2 separate regions of the Sus scrofa genome follow, and region 1 is linked to region 2. A link is a contact called in public HiChIP or PLAC-seq data. All regions are on one chromosome and are shown on one strand. The core of a region is the stretch at or near the end of the contact, and the rest is flanking DNA. Distances in the headings are between cores, read along the strand shown.

Region 1 (5,132 bases), core at 78-2,577, 99 kb before region 2:
TCCATTCAGCCCAAGAGGGGCTCTTGCAGGACGCGCGGCCGATCTCAGAGACGTGAGATGAGTTTGGGGGGCTCTGGGGCGCAGGCAAAAGAGCCCTCCCAGCCCGCAGCCGCTGACTCCTTTCCGCAAACTGGGCTCCCACACCGCGGGTCACGGGCGTGCAATTTCGTCTAGGTGCGGCCGGCGCTCGGCCTGGATCCTGGTGTTCAGACACTAACCTCGGCGCGTTGGGGCGGCGCGCGAGCCCAGGTCCTTGATTCTCTGGAGCCGCTGCGGCCGCAGAGCGCCTCCGTCCCGCGAGGCCCGGAGCTCCCACCCAAGGCGAGGCTTTAAAAATAGCCCCGGCGAGATCCAAGCAACAGGAAGGAACATTTTTTTTTTTTGATGTGTAAAAAATGTTTTTGCTTCTTGTAGGGAACGCAACCGCTGCAAGTTCCAGCACACAGGGCTCCCTCTGCGCGCACCCACAGCTATCGCCGCCCCTCGGGCCAGGCGCGGGCACCGTCTCCCGGATCCGGATTTGGGGAGCGCAAGTGCCCCCTGTGGCCGGCCTGCGCCTGACCCCGCGGGCCTTGAGAAGGCACAGGCAGCCGGCGCGGGGGCCCGGGAGGAAGTTGGAGCCGTGGGGCCGGGAAGGGGGCAGGTCGTCGGCGCCGTGGGCCCGGCGGGGGCCCGAAGGAGCCAGGGCCGCCTCGGGGCGCCGCGCCGCGGTCCGCCCGGGCTCGCGTCCCCCCACGTGGCCGGCCGCCCGGGGCCCCACGTGGAAGGGGCGGAGGAGGAAGGAGGGCGAAGGCAGGGCCGGACTCCTGGCCGCCGCCGCCGCTGGACCCCCACCCCTGCCGCCAGGGCCCCAGCGTTACGCGAGGGCCTCCCGGGCGGGGCCTGGCCGGGGAGTGCCCGCCGCGCCCGGCCCCCTCGCCCGCCCGCCGCGCCTGTGTGCACTTTCGCGGAGCCACTAATCCCCGAGAGAGCCGATTTGTAGTGAAGAGTATCCGTAGGGGGCGAGGCCGGCCCATGTGGGGTTGTGTCATTGGTTTGCAAAGAGAGACCCCGCCTTTGCCCAAAAAAAAAAAAGAAAAAAGGAGAAAAAAAAAAAAAAAAAAAAAAAAAAAAAGGAGCGAGGAGTGAGCGGGCGGCGACCCTCACCTCGCCTCCCGCCTCGCTCCTGCGCAGCCAGCGGCCACCGGGAGACGCAGTCGGCGTCGCTTCTTTCCCTTTCCTTTTCTCTCCGTTTTCCTCCTCCTTCCCCGGAGGAGAAAACAAATAAAGAAGAGCAAATAGCCGGGAGGCGCTCGGCATCCAGGACGCTCCCTCCCCCGATCCAAGTTGGAATTAGCATCCTCTTGGGGGTGAGCGAAGCGCGGGGCGAGGGCGGGCCGGGGACCCCCAGCGCAGCCCCCTCCCGGCCGGCGGGCGTGGGGCCGGGACGGAGCTGGGGAGGATCGGGAGCCGGGTGGGCGGAGGAAGGGGGTGGGGTGGGTGGGGAAGTAGGAAGAGGCTCGGCGGTGAGGGGAGGAGGAGGAAGGGAAGGGGAGGGATAGGGTGGGGAGGGGAGAGAAGGGGGAGGAGAGGGAAGGGCAGTAGGGGGAGGGGCGGGGAGCTGGAGAGATTAAGTTTTTGTGTGTGTGTCCCTGTGTGCGTGTGTCATTTTAAGGTGGCCCGGGAGCGGCCCAGAAGAGCCGGCGGCGGCCCAAGGAGCGAGGGACGGAGCCGGGAGCCATGCCGCGCTGAGGGGGGGGCCGCACAGCCGCCGCCACCGCCACCGCCGCCGGGTGGGGTGGGAGGGGCGGGAGCCGCCGCCGCTGCCGCCGCCGCCGCCGCCGCCGCCGCCGCCTCCCGGGTGGGCGCCCTTCGCCTTGGACGCCGGCGGCCCAGGACGAGGTAAGGGGGGCCCCGGGGGAGGGCTGGGGCCGCCGCCGCCCCCGCCCCCGCCTCACCTGCGGCCACGGGCTGGGGGCGCCGCGCCCGCGCCTCACTGCGCCACTGGGGGAGGAGGAGGAGGGCGAAGGACACGGAGCCGGCATCCGAGGACATCTTTGGTCTGCGCCCCCGGCCCGGTGTCCCTGCTCGGCGCTTGGGGGTGGGCGCCGGCCTGGGGGTCCTTGCCCGCGCCCCCCCCCCCCGCCACCGCGGATCGCGCCCGCTGGCCGCCGTTTGCGCCAGGATTTTTGTTGTTGTGATGAGAGTTGATGAATGCGAAGTAGGCGGTCACCTTCCTTCCCATCAGGATTGGGAAAAAAAAAAAAAAAAAAAAAAAAAAAGAAACCCCGAGTGCGGCGGCGTCCGGAGGGCAGCGGCGGCGGCGGCGTCTCGGCGACGGTTTCCTAGGTGCCCCCGGCTCCCATTCCCCGAGGCCGGTGGGTGCGCGCGCGGGGGCTGCCAGCGACCCAGGCCGAGCGCGCGGCACGCCGCGGGGACAATACACCCGGATCCCTCGGGACCGGGAGTCCGAGCGCGCCGGGCCTTTCGCCTGCGGGGCGGGGGCGGGGGAGGGGAGCTGAGGGTCCACTGGGAAACCGGGGCGCGCTCGGCTCGGGGCCCCCAGGGGAGCGGCCCCTGCCGGCAGGGGATCCCGCGCGGCGCCCCGGGAGCGCAAGTGAAAGACGGGAAAGGAGGCGAAGTGGAACCCTTTTGTTTTGCCGGCCCCGCATTGTTGGCTTCTCCGGGCAGCCGGGCCACATCTGCCGCCGCCACCACCACTGCCGCGCCGGGCTCGGCCCGCCAAAGTCGCAGCGGGGCGGGGGCCCGGGGCGAGCCGGGCGGCGGGCGCGGGCGCGGGCGGGGGCCGGGCTGGCTGGGCATTTCCTCTGCCCGGCCGCGCTCCCGCCAGCACCACTTCCTCCTCGCCCGCCGCCGCTGCCGCCGCCGCCGCCGCCGCCGCCGCCGCCGCCGCCGCGAACCCGGCCCGCCGGCCTCCCCCGCCCTGGCCGCACTTTTCGGGTGGGGCGATCCAAAAAGAAAAAGTTTCGCAGGAGGGGCTGGCGGGGGCGCGCCCCGGGCCGCGGTAACTCGGCGCGGCGCAGCGACAGCCGGGCGGCCGCGGTCGCCTCTTCCTCCTTGTCCTCCGCGGCGCCGGACGGACCCGAGCGACCAGAGGGAAGCGCCTTTCTTTCTCTCCCTCGCGCTCTTCCCAACGCCCCGGGGCAAGTTGGGCAGAGGCGCCCGGGAGCCGAGGCGCGCAGAGATCTTTCACCAGCGGGAGGCCCGCGGCGTGGCCGGTCGTGCGCAGCCCACGCAGCTCCCTGGTGCTGGGAGGCCGCGGGCCCGGGAGCTCGGCGCGGTCACCGCTGGCCGCAGCGAGACACACACACGCGCACACACTCCCTCCGGTGGCTCGCTTGCCGCCGCCGCCGATGGTCACGGACACTGTGTGCGTGTGCGCGAGAGTGCGTGTGGTGCTTCCAGCCCCCGAATACTTTTTCCCGAGGCGGCCCAAGCAGCAGTTGGCTCCAGGGGTCCCCTTGTTTAGTATTTGACGGGGGAAAGGAGGAATTTTTGGTAGAAATCCCCGCTTGTTCTGCGACCTTGCGGTGGAGGCGGCTGGCAGTGGCCTACGTCGTGAAGCAGGGCTCACTTGCCCTATCCGGGGTAAACAGATCATTCTGGATTTTTCCCCTCTTTAAAGACTGGAGGATCGGGTTAAGTTCTTAGAGTCAGATGTGAATGGCTCGAAGGGTAGACAAGAGAATTCTATAAATATGCATTGGGAATTTAAAATGCTAAGTGCCTTATTTGCAATTCTGTTGGATATTGTAGAGACTGGTATATTTTTATCTGACATGGATAATTTGGCGGGGACGTTTATTTTGGTTAGTTTACTAAGTGATTCTGCCTCCCGACTTTGGCGAACTATGTATCAAATTCTCCGTACTACTCTTTCAAAGAAGACACTCTTCTTTGCTGGGTGCTTGGGTTCAAAGACAGTCTAAAATTTACCTCTTGTTCTGTACCTAAGACTGCTGTTCTGCCTCTAGGGTTCTCAAAGTAGAACTTGGTAGATTTCATGTACTTCGGAGTATTCCACTGTTTTGATTTTTTGAATAACATTTTTTACATGTTGGAGTAATGGGAGCTTAAAGGATCTTGTTTTCATAATTTGATTTCAAAGAGTACTTCTTAGAGCAATTATAAAGTAATATTCAAAATGCTCATTAAACAGTTTCAGTCAAACAGGCTTTAATATTGAAACAGCATTTCTTTTCTCTTTTTCAAGTACGAGGGTCTGTATCCCAGAGTTGAAACACTAAATATCCTTTTGTCTAGCATCAGATCTCTGAGCTGCTGCCACCGCTCCGGTCAAAACCCCTTTTTATTGCCCCCCAAAGAAAAGTTAACGAGAGGGTAGATTTCAAGCAAAAAAGCAGGCCCTCCTTGCAGAATAGGCTTCCATTTGCCATCGAAGTTGAATGTTAGCCGTGAATGCACTTGCCTTTAATGAAACCAGTTTAATCGTTCACACTTGATCAAGTATAACAGGACCAAACAAAGGAAATAAGCCAGCATATTTCTGTAGAGCATTGAGGGGTTTAGTGTAAGTGTTGGTGTAGGGTCACCCCCTCCCCCACTCTGTCCCCTGTACAGAGTGAAGGCAGAGAATTTATGGCATTGATTGGTTTTCTGTGCCTGAGGGGTAGAGGACCCCAGTTTGTCCTGGTAGAAAGCAGCTATTAGAGGGAAATAAAAAATCTTGGTTTTGGAGCTTGCTTTGGACCGGACAGGGTGCTTTTGGGTTTAAATCTTTTTCGTGTTTGGGAAGATAAAAAGCTAAGGGATATTTCCTCCCTCCTTTCTGATGGTGGGTTAATAAGGCTGGTGGGGGCTTTGGGTGACTCTGCAGATGGAGCTCAGAGCCCTGTCACTTTGGAGTTGACTTGGATCTTTGAAACTGGCCCTTGAGTGGGTGTTCTCCTGGGGGCAGGGGCGGGGGCAGGGCGGATTGTCTTTTCTTAACAGTGATGTCAACAACAATGACAACAACAGGGGGAAAAACATCTCTTTGTCCCTAAAGTGTATTTTTTTTTTTTACCGCCAGGCACGATTTGCAACTTCTGTTTGGGACTTGGTCACTGACTGTGTGAAGAAATACTTGCAAAGTGTGTCTCTTTAAAGTTAAAAAAGTAGAAAAGCTTGGC
Region 2 (5,633 bases), core at 749-3,248:
TTCCTGGTTCTGCAGCTCTTGGGCTCCAGAGGAGCAAGCCCAGGGGCTGGCCAATTCTCTGATCCCTGGAAGCTTCTGCCCAGCTGGTGGGGGAGGGCAGGAGATCAGCAAGATGGGCTCCTGGCTGGGTCCACTCCAGCACTGGTGTCCTTGGGGCGGCCCGCTGGCCCTGCACGCCCGCCTCCGGCCACAGCCCTCCCTGAGGTCCAGGACTCTGGGAGTTTGGGTGGGTGGAGGGTGGCAGGTCTTGGGTCCAACCTAAATTTCATCTACATCACCTTGTTTTTTAAAGTCATGTATTGTGCTTCCCCCCACAGTTGTCCACATACCCGAGACTGAGTTTTAAATTCTCATTTCTGACATGAAATTGCATGTTTCTTGCTGGCTGCAGTGGGCAGTCTTGGTGGGGACCTCAGGTCCCAGACCAAGGATGGAGCCCGGGCTGCAGCGGCGAAAGCGAGTCCTCCCCTAGACCCCCAGGGAACGCCCGTGGGTCTTGCTCTTGATGGAGCAGCAGCTGCGTTTCTTCTCCGGAAAGCAGCAAACCCCGCCAGAATCCCGAAACAACTACTAGCATTTTCTCCTTAAGCCTGGGTGTAGAAAAAGTCACTTAGTGCAACACAGCAGGTAGTTTCCAGGTGGCTGTAATGTGCAGAAACTTGTCTACCTTCCCTGGGGGTAACGGGATGCTCTGCAGGTCCTGGAAGAGCAACAGGCCCTGGGAAGCGGAGTTTGGTGGTGGCGGGCGATGCTCGAAGAACCTGGCTGACTTGATTCTGTGATCTTTCTGTGTACACTGTGTGGCTTCACCTTTTAACACGGGTGAAATTAGGATACAGCTCACGCCATGCTGTGTGCGCACCGTCCGTCTGGGGCTTGGTGGTTTGTGGGAAGGGAGTGGCACTGGCTGTAGTTGGCGAAGGCTGGCACATGCACACACAAGGCGCCTCCCAGACACAGACGTGCACGAGGATACCTTTGTCCATTGACGAACTTGTAGTACGTTTTGCAGGTTTTCTCTTGCCTGTGATCTTTAAAGTGGGCGTCTTTGGGAAGCGTGGAAGCTGTGAATTCTGGCTTCTCTCCTGCCTGGTCTGGAAGGAAAGAGGCTCCATCTTTCAGACGTGGATGAAGCCGGACGCCCTCTGCCTGCTGTGCAGGGATTCAGGTCAGGTCCTAGCCGGGGAGTTTTTGTCCCACTGTAAAGCTTCTATGTAACCCAGCTCTGTCATTGTAACCGACAAACAGAACTCTGCTCCCGGAAGGCGTCCGCTTTTTATGAGAGTCCAGTGAGAAGCCTGAAACAGGACCCAGTTCATGAAAAGCCCCAGGCCTGGTTTCTGCACCAGCCAGCTGGAGGCCGGCTCCTCCTGGGTCTTGTGGACAGGAAGCGGGCTGGCTGGCCGGCCAGCCCAGCCGGTGCCCTGTGTCAGAGGAACAAAGGCCAGGCCAGCCTGTCACCCGAGGGAACAGGAGGGGGTCCTGAGGAGGGTTAGAGGGTACGTTGGAACTGGACAGAGCTGGCCGAGAGGCTTTGGGGGCCGGGGTTTTGTCCACAAATGAACTTGGCCCTATTTTAAGCCATGTTATGTACCAAGACTTCCTGTTTTTCCAAAGAAACCTCTTGTTTTGGTTTTTGCGATGATGGATTTATTGAAACATGGGCCATTCAACTGACCCACGCTGTTTTCCAACCAAAGAGTCAAGCTGGAGATGTTGTAAGCACCCCCTTCCCTAGAGATTGCTGCTCCTTCAGGAATATTTCAGCCTTGGTCACCCATCAGCGAGCCAACAAAGCGCCAACTGCCAGGCGGGGCCCTGGTTGGATGTCATAGCTGGGGGCTCGGCCCCTTGTTTAGCAGGGGCGGGGGCTGGGCTGGTCAGAGGACAATTGAAAGGGGGTTTTTGTTGTTCTCTGGGCTAAGTTAAGCCATGTGCCTCTCTCTTTCTAGGAGTGCTGGGCTGGCCAATCCGAGCCGCCCCAGTCCCACTCACTTCCTGCCGACCTTTCGACCCCGACAGATGTTTTTTCTTACAAGTGTCTTTAGGCTGCTCTACTCGCTGACCTCATCAAATTGTATTGGGGCCATTTTCATAAGTTTTGTTTCTGAACCTCCCTTTAACCCTTGCTGAGTCCGTCTGAGAAGAAGAGCGCTCTGCCTGCTGTTTGAGCTCGGGCTCGTCTCTCGTCTGTCCCCTTGTCTGTCCCCGGCGTAGTAAGGGGCTGAGCCCACCCCGTTTCCCAGGGCCGGATGGATGCACAGCGGGGAAGCCTCAGCTTCCACGAAAAGCTAGAGTGGAGACTCACACACCAAGAGTGCCGTGAAGGACCCGACAGCTCCCCGAGGGACCCTTCCAGAACTGCGGGCGCTGCATGTGGATCCGTGCCGCTGTCACAGCTCATCAGACTTGGGGGGCCACGTGTGCCTGGGAGATGGGACCCCAGTAGGTACCACCTCTCAGCGCCTGTGTGGGGGTTGGGAGTGATCTCGCCGAAGGACCCAGGCCCGTGGATGTTTCTGTGGCCTCTCCATCCCTCGTCCGAGAGACCAGAGCATCGTCTGCCCGGAGGCTGGGTCTTTTCTGGAGTCAGGACGATGGTGTCAGTATCTTGGCCTTTCTGCATAAAACAGCGTATAGCTTGGGGACCAGCACATTCCCAGAGGGGCGCTGGGTTGTGACTCCATCCGAAAGGACGTGGGCATTCTCTAGGCTCAGCCTTCTGAAATCCCCGGCGTGGGGGGAGCACCTTTGTCCGGGGAGCACCTGGGATGCTGAGGACTCGCCCAGAGCCTCGCCCAGAGCAGGTGTGGTGACTCAGATGGGTGACTGTGCTGGGTGTGCTCTCTGCAGTGTAGACGGCTTAGTTATTGAATGCGGCACAGCAGAATGTGTTCTCAGGCCAGCTGTGTACAGGTTGGTGAGTTCATGCTCAGAAAGCTCCTAGAGCAGTGCCCGCCTCACACGAAGCTCTCGGGGAGCCGTGGCCCTTCAAGTGACACTTGTAAAAACCATGGCAGCCTTTCAGGACCAGACAGCAGGAGTCACCGGTCCCCCTCTTCAGAGGAGCCGTGTCAAGGGCCGCCTACCTTTCTAACTGGACTTTTTTTTCTTCTTTTTTTTTTTTTTTAATAAGTTTAGTTTTTTCTTTATTTTATTGATCCTTCCCTTGGCTGTTCCTGGCTTCCGGTCTGGGGGCTCCCCAGGAGGAGGCGGGCGTGTTGACAGGGTTCAGGGCTGGGGGTGCGCCTCGCTGCAGTGTGGCAGCACCTTTCCAACCTGGCTGGTGTGCCTTGAGCTGGCTCCAGATTTTTCCCAATAACTAACACCTCTGCAGAGCAGCTGGGTTGACCTGGGAGTTGTAGGAATGAGCAGAAAGCTGGGCTAAGAGGGACCTGGTGGGGTTGAGTCTCCCTCCGGCTCTCTATCTGTGAGGCCAGCAGTTTGGATTTGTCAACTTGTCAAATCTTGGAATGTTCCAGAAATGCCGTGGTTCCAAGAAACCACCGAAAGCCACAGGAGCATGTGTGGACGTGTGTGTGTGTGTGTGTGTGTGGACGTGTGTGTGTGTGTGTGTGTGTGGACGTGTGTGTGTACACTTGCATCCACAGTTACGCTCCAGGGCCTTTTCTGACTTTTGGGCTCCTGGCAGGGTGGCTGGTAGGTCAGCTCCCCTCTGTCCTTTCACGTTTCGCAGGAAACTGAAGCTCTGTGCGGGCTCCCTTTCATGGTCCCTGCGTCCTTTCTGCTCTGAATCGGAGAGCTCACCTTTCATAGTTGCGGTTCAAGGACCTCGTCTAAGATCAGAAAGCAGGAGGGCCTGTGTATCGGTGCGTCACCCTGCAGCAGGAGGCCTCAAAGGCCGCGTGCTTCCTGGAGGGCCCCGTTTTTGATAGAGCTTTTTAACGCCCCAGATTTATGGGTGTGTGTGAGTCAGAGCGGAGACCCCAGAGCGCCCTGCACGGTGAGCACAGCCTTGGAATTGACCGAAGCGACTGAAAATCTCAGCAGACTTTCCGTCTCTGGGCCTGTGGGCACCACGAAGTGTGAAGAATGCAGGTTACAGACCTGGGTTTATCAGACAGACCTGGTGGTGTCCGCGCCGGTGGCTGAGGATTTGTAGCATTTTGGTGGCTTCTGGTTAACATTCTTTGTCCTGGAGGTGAGGGATGCGTGGTACTGCCGCCGGGCAGATGGGTACTGTTTTTCCTGCTGGACTGACCGAATGACTGATCAGTAACTTTGATCGATTGGGTAAAAGGGATTGTTCGTCTATTGCTGTGTGACAAAACTTCAAAACTTGAGTGTTAAAACAGTGGGACCTTCCCGGAGTGTCCTTGGGTCAGCTGGGTGCCCTGGCCAGAGTCTCTTGTGATACTGCCACCAGGATGTCAGTCCAGCTGCCACCTCAACAGAAGGCTTGACGGAGGGAGGCCGCTTTCATGGTGGTTGGTGGTGGTTGATGGGATTCGGTTCCTCAGTGGCCATTGATCAGAGGTCACTGTCACTTCTCGTGGTCTCGGGGCAAAGCAGCTCATGGCAGGCAGCTGGCATCCAGGTAGAGAGGAGACGCCCAGACAGAAGCCGCGTGCGTCTCCATACCGGCACTTCCCTGTACTTAGAATAAAGTCTGTTTGCCCCGCGCGGAGATTGCCCAGGACACAGGTGCCGGAGGTGCGGTCGCTGGGGGCCGTGCGTGTGGTCGCTTTTTCTGGCTCCCCTAGCACGAGTGGACCTGCCCCAAGCAGAGGGGGGCCGCGTCGTGGCAGCGAAAATCCTCCGTGGGCCCCTGAGGAGTGGTTTGGGCTCCCGAGGCAGGAGGCACAGCCCTCGGGGGACCTGCCTTTCCCTGGAAGGTCATCGTTGTCGTTTTCATGGTTCCTGGGTTGTCTGGTCTGGGGTCTCGAGCCGTATGTCTAAATGTCTGAGTCCTTGCAGGCTCCTCCTCTGATGTGCTTTGTCGGGGAGTCGGGAGGACCGATGTGTTCGGCGTCCCCAGAAACCAGCTCTGATTTTTAAGTGGCCGTCCCCTCGTCAAGTGTTCTTACATGGAGTTTGGTGTAACGTTAGGAACCTGGGGCCTTAGCACACAGTCAGCTGTACTTATCTAAACGGGTGACTGTCCTCGTGTCTCCCCCGCCCCCCGCCCCACAGTGTTTGCCCCGTTTATAAAGCACCCAGTTGTTCCAGACAAGGACGCACACCTAGAAAGTTCTCGCAGGGGCAGTGCTTCTTCCTTTCCCCCGTTGGAGCACCTGCTCTACACCAAGTGGTATTTCAGCCCTGGTACAGAGCCATCGAGGTAAAAATGCCGTCGTTCCTTCAGGAGACCTGAGCTGGAGGAAAACAGGTGAGATAATTCTAGAAAACTGTTGAAGCTCAGGATACCTGAGAACAGACGGAGAGAAGGAGCGATTTACAGGCACCCGTTTTCCCTTCTGGCATTTGATCAGGAAAGGTGACGTCCTGTGACACACGAGTGTCACAGCTTCTTCTGTCCTCCCCCACGTGAGCTGCCCCCTCCCTGCCCTCCGTGGCCGCTGTGGATGCAAACAGCCTGCCTCCCTCTGGGCTCCACGCTGCTCCCCGTCCTCCACGTTCAAACCGCGTTAAGCAGATGAATAGCTGCAGGC

What was found. HiChIP or PLAC-seq counts read pairs in DNA pulled down with a chosen protein or histone mark.
Region 1: a contact with region 2 is called in an H3K27ac HiChIP or PLAC-seq map of skeletal muscle. The contact joins the promoter of LOC110256807 here to the enhancer-like site in region 2. A contact is called at or near these places in 1 of 5 promoter capture datasets (fetal skeletal muscle), 11 of 47 Hi-C or Micro-C datasets (alveolar macrophages, brain, fetal heart ventricle and 6 more) and 2 of 2 datasets of contacts at active chromatin or transcription factors (alveolar macrophages and skeletal muscle).

What each region holds. Positions count from the first base shown.
Region 1 is chr14:134,484,893-134,490,024 of Sscrofa11.1, reverse strand. It overlaps LOC110256807, which reads right to left and starts at 1,327. Exons shown (of 1, transcript XM_021073633.1): 1 at 1-1,327. The coding sequence starts at 1,299. The coding sequence ends at 214. CTBP2 (C-terminal-binding protein 2) reads left to right here and starts at 1,220. Exons shown (of 11, transcript XM_021073631.1): 1 at 1,220-1,349.
Region 2 is chr14:134,386,181-134,391,813 of Sscrofa11.1, reverse strand. All of the region lies in intron 2 of CTBP2 (C-terminal-binding protein 2), which reads left to right. Among named protein-coding and RNA genes, the nearest start is that of CTBP2, 100 kb to the left of the region's middle. Within about 2 kb of position 1,998, at least 35 of the 83 cell types and tissues checked have an H3K27ac peak or open chromatin away from gene starts, as enhancers often do. A contact at or near this core is called in alveolar macrophages, fetal skeletal muscle, retroperitoneal adipose tissue and 2 more, where this site is marked.